Regions from separate parts of the Oryzias latipes genome. Here region 1 is linked to region 2. A link is a contact called in public Hi-C data. All regions are on one chromosome and are shown on one strand. Each heading gives the region's core, a stretch centred on a gene start, on an enhancer-like site or on the middle of the called end of the contact. The rest is flanking DNA. Distances are from core to core; before and after follow the strand shown. Region 1 holds the start of dhodh (dihydroorotate dehydrogenase (quinone), mitochondrial). Region 2 holds the start of spg7 (paraplegin).

Region 1 (2,700 bases), core at 2-2,501, 200 kb after region 2:
TTTCAGGAAGATGCACCAAATAAGGATTTTATTTCTGTCCCCAAAGTGCGCAGTCTTTTGAAAGGTACCTGTTTATTACTGCATTATCGGCAGGGAGCCGAAACACTCGTGGTTTCGGGTTCCCCTCCTGTGGCTTTGGAGTGACTGTCCCAACCTCAACAAAGCCGAACCCCAACTTGTAAAGAGCGTCCACAGCTTCCCCATGCTTGTCAAAGCCGGCTGCAATGCCAATAGGGTTTTTAAACTTCAGGCCAAGTGTGGTCACCTCCTATACGGGCAAATGGTCCAACTTTAACAAATAGAAATAAATATTTTTTCAATTTAACAGGAGGATAAAAAAATGTTCCAGGCTTACTAAAGCTGCAGGATCCTGGTAGCGGTTCAGAGGAACAAGGCCCATTCCCATTATCTTGACCGCAAACACGTGTGCCATTTCTGGCCCCACAATCCTCTGCAGCAGAGGCATCAGCTGGTTGGCATAGAAACGCTCATCTCCAACGGCAGTGAGGTAAGAGGCAAACAGGAGGCTTCCTGACCCGATGACCTTCACCGCATCTTTAAGGCGTCTCTGTTAATGAAGACATGACAGATGTTCGAGTGACAGAATCCACTGGAGATCTCAACAAGCGACTGTCACAGAAATGGCACTAAATGACATGTTTACCATCCAGTTGACACAAAAGGTTGTGTCGGCATTCAGTGCTTTGAGCCATGAATTGTCACTGTGTGAATGCTAGGTAGTTCTACCTGCAACACCAATGTGTTTCCTTAAAACGACACGACAGTGTAAATGAAGCAACAAAACTGACAATTAGTTATGATTGGCTTGAGCTTATCAGTTTAGTGAGAAATAATGTGTTCATCACATTATTTCATCACCACAAGAGTAACGTTTTCTTTATTTAAACATTCCAAATAGCATGTGCAGGCAAACAGCATTAAAGCGACGGGATGAGTTCAATTTAAATTAAATGTATACATAACTTTCAGGATTTTATTATGTAAAACTTACCGACCGACATTAGGTTAGCTTGGTTTGAGGCTACACTTTAGCACAGAAAACAAGAGTTATAATAACATGTATACCTCTGGAAAATCTGAAATCGTTTATTTAGTCCTGAGTTACCTTCAATTGTCCCGCCATTGACGCAGTTCTGTGTCTGGGGACATGAACGCCTCACCATGTTACTCAAAAGCAACTTCCCCATCATGTTCTCGCGATACCTCACCAACGACTCATGACCCGGAAGTGGATGCTACAAATGTGTGGTTTATTATTCTCAAATACAGTCAATGTTCATAGTGAAAACATTTTCGAAACACTATTTCACATCTTTAGCTAACATATTTCGTCTTTTTAAATTAATGTTTTCTTTTTATTTATTTTTACCAATATGCAAGACTCAGTGGTGCATTTAATGAGCACCTCAAGAAAGTTATGGATAAATGATCTGTGGGGCTTTTCTTTGTCTTATTTTTAATTTAAAATGCATCAGGATAGAAAAGAAAAATAAAAAACTTTTCAAAGGCATACCTTATCAGTTAAACTAAACAGTGAAGTGGGTGCAATATTCAAACTCTTTCCCATTTTAAATTTAGTGTGGACATAAGAAGTTAATAGCATTTGAAGAAGCTTTTTAAAAATATTAATGAAGTACATTTCTAAATATAGTTTTCCAAGTTTGCATATCTATGTATCTATCTGAGTCTTAGTTCAAATAATATTTAATTAAAAAAACATGCCTCATTTTAACTTGCAGTTTATTTTTATTCAAGACTAGTTCAAATGGGAAAAAAAAATACTAACACATGAGTGTGCTACAAAAATCTTTTTATTAAGCAAACATTTAATTCACAGTGGCTGTTGTTTAAAATTGAAATGCCATTTCAACAAGTGAAAAAAGCCCTTTAAGAAACCCCAAAGTTTTAACCACCTGAGAACCGAGGAAAAAAAGTGTCTCCCAATATTTGTTTTTGTGTGATTTCCTATCTATTCGGGCCTAAAAAAAACAACTTACAATTTTAATTTTTAAAAAAAAAATTTTTTTTAAAATTTCCCAACATGTCCACTGTAGGGGACAACAGGACGATATTTCTGTGAAAATAGAAGTCAATTAGGAAAATCAGAAAAAAGGAGCAGATTAAATCTTTAGAGTGATATTCACCCAAAAAACATTAAATTTTGTTCTAAAACAATAAAACTCTACATCACTGTATTGTCACTTGTTGGACCATCTGCCACAGAGGAAGATTGACCAGTAAATTGAGAGCTTTGCTTATTGGCTTAGCTCTCTCCTCACCACAACGGACCGAACAGCAACCACATAACTACGGACACTGCTCTTATCCCCCTGTCAATCTCACGCTCCAGTCTTCCCCCACTCATGGACAAGACCCCAATATATTTAAACTTCTCCACCTGGGGCAGGGACACTCTACCCACAGAGAGATGGCAAACTACCTTTCTTCAGTTAAGAACCATGGCCTCAGATTTAGCGGTGCTGACCCTCATCCCAGCCGCTTCACACTCTACCACAAACCACCCCAATGCACGCTGGAGGTCCCGGCTTAATGAAGCCAACAGGACAACATGATCTGCATAGAGCAGAGATGAAATCCTGTGGTCCCCAAACCAGACCCCCTACGGCACCTGCCTGTGCCCAAGAAATTCTGTCCATAAAAACTATGAACAGAACCGGT
Region 2 (2,700 bases), core at 75-2,574:
CCTCATTTCCCATCATCATCATCATACACTCTCTCTCACTATCTTACAGCCCCCAACCTAACATTACTGGTGCAACAAAAATTTTGGATCCATCCAGCCGTACAGTTTTGAGCCAGATGTCAGAGGAGGAAAACAGCGACGTACACGGATCTATTTGTCTGCAAGTGGATGCATCAGAATGAAGTGGAGCAGGGAGCTGGTGGCTCGCCAACTGCAGCACCTACGTCCCTACAACGGCTTTTTTCAAACGGCGTTTTTAGTCTGCTCCTGATTCACAATGATTTGAAAAAAGAACTTCTCATGATGCAATTTTAATCTTAATTTTCATGTCCTCCATCGCGGAAACAAATGCCACAAAAAAAGCCAAAAAACAACAAAAGCACAATTTTCATCCGAGTGAGTCATTAACAACGTATAGACTAGTCCAAACTCCTTTTTGAATATATACCAACAGCATTTGTAGAGAATTACAATAAATCAGCACAAATGTTGAACATATGTTGGACAAAAAAGTGAATATCAATTAATCTTGCCTATCTTTCTTGTCTCCCTATTAATATATCAGTCTTTATATTTGCTTTGAACTTCTTCATAAAACATTTTCTTTAAAGCACAAAGAAAAAAAGACTTGTGGATGCATGTTCTCTACAGAAATGTTTTTATTAACTCTGATCCTGAGGGCTGCAGAGACCTGGTGTGTGTGACATTTTAGACAAGAATCAATTCAAACATGTAAAACAAAACAACATCTACAAGACTGACCTTTTTTTTAGAACACAATGCATGAATATGGGACACTACAGCCACTCATCATGTCTCCACATCCATTGATTGTCAGAGTGCAGATTGGATTGATGTCTGCCTTACCTGAATGAGTTTCTCCTGTGGCTGACCTTTGAAAGTCCGCTCTGACATGGAAACCAGCGTCTTCCTAGCAAACGCATTGCTGAACAGGACATGTTTCACTGTGACCCTGGATGTCAGCCTCGAAGCTAACGTATAATAATGCAAGTTTCGTCTCGAGGGCGTCCAAAAACATCTGCTGCATTTCCTACTGACGCCAGCACAGTGTTGCAACAAAGCTGACATGGTGCACGGTCTCTTCCAGAATGAGCTTTAAATCTTTATCCGCGACGACATAGCCGTAGATCGTCCATAAAGCTCAAACTAGTGGTTGTGAAACGCTGTTTATCATCGTAGCTTTAAGTCTCAGCTAGCATTATTCAACAGAAACAGAGGAGCTCCCTCCTTCTTGGACGTCATATACAGTTTTCAGACAGAAACTGTGGGCATTACTGCCACCTACTGACATGGAGTTTGAAAGACAAGTTGGACATACGCTAGAAAATAAAATAGGATAAACCAGGTGTTCAGGATTTCCAAAACTCAAATGCATCAAGTTCAACATGTGGGGGGGAAAAAAAACACAACATATAAGTTTCTTCATATATTAATCCGCAACTTTAGTCATCAACTGTGTAAAATCAGAATAAACTATTGTAGTGCAAGGACTGTCCGCCAGAGAGCGCCATTGTTCAGTAAATGACGGTTTCTTTGGCTTTGCTAGAGTTGTTTTTGTGGAACACAATCCGCGATAAAAGCTAATTACGCTTTCGTTTCAATTTATAATCACACATATTGCACAATTGAAATGTACATTATTCATCTTCCAAGCTCAAATTGAATAAATTATTAGTTTCAAATATTTTATTTACATTCTTCTTTTCCGAAGCATTTCGGAGACTGTTCCATTTTACCGCCACCCAAGTTGTAAACAGTCACAGCAGTGTTGAATTGGGACGTTTGCAGTTCAATTTGACTGGCATATTCATTGACCCAATAAGAGAAGGGTTGTTGTTTCTAGCCAATAAACGTCTGCGTGTCATCTCTTCCCGTTGCGCTAAATCTTTAGGTACGTTAGTTTTATGGTCCAGTGCATCCCGTTTGAGGTAAACTATATGTCATCTATCACCGTCAAACGTCGTATTCACGCCCCACGGCGGGTTATTTGTGTTTCTGCGCCGCCTGTAGGACTCAACATTTACAAATGATTCGCCACAAAATATAATCTCTCATTTTATTATGGTAACTCGGATTAGAGTGGGTTTTGTCGGACTGAGGAATAAGCTTGCTGGAAAATTATTTATTTATAATTATGTAATAAAAATGTATGATGTGCCACGTTCCCTGTATACAATCCATATGGAGAAAAATTAGACTCAGTCGGATTTGTGCGCATTCACACATGTGGATATTTTAACCAACACACAACCTGGAGGCTTAAATGAAAAGCGCTATGCGTTCACAAACATAAAAACGAGTAGACCCTTTGCCTGCGCTCCATTTCGTTTTCTTGGCTTTCCAACTATATCATGGAGCTTGGTCAGTTGTGTTTGAAACTGCGTGTTGTATTCGGCCACGTTGGAGTTCAACGTGCCCTGACTTTGAATGCAGATTTGCACCCTTTGAGGATCCAAAATGGCGTCCGTTTCTCGATCCAAAGGAAAGGGATCCGCCTTCAGCGGAACCACCAATCAGAGCGCTCGTTTCATCCCGGACGTGTTTCCGTCCCAGCTACACACTGAAGTCAAAGGCCGCTTCGATAACCGCTCGAATGGGTTGGCTGAGAGGATTAAAGCGAAACAAAAATATGGTCTTTTGAAGGTTTACGTCCACCATGGCTAGCCTAAAGACATACCA

The links. Hi-C and Micro-C count contacts between places; a contact is called where the count stands out from the background.
Region 1: a contact with region 2 is called in a Hi-C map of embryo, with 2.6 times the contacts expected there. The contact joins the promoter of dhodh here to the promoter of spg7 in region 2. A contact is called at or near these places in 2 of 5 Hi-C or Micro-C datasets (embryo and gastrula embryo).

The regions. Positions count from the first base shown.
Region 1 is chr3:17,852,548-17,855,247 of ASM223467v1, forward strand. dhodh (dihydroorotate dehydrogenase (quinone), mitochondrial) reads right to left here and starts at 1,252. Exons shown (of 9, transcript XM_004067048.4): 1 at 1,127-1,252; 2 at 356-568; 3 at 69-268. The coding sequence starts at 1,144.
Region 2 is chr3:17,655,553-17,658,252 of ASM223467v1, forward strand. spg7 (paraplegin) reads right to left here and starts at 1,325. Exons shown (of 17, transcript XM_004067132.4): 1 at 868-1,325. The coding sequence starts at 1,089. It overlaps ankrd11 (ankyrin repeat domain-containing protein 11), which reads left to right and starts at 2,579. Exons shown (of 14, transcript XM_023953418.1): 1 at 2,579-2,700.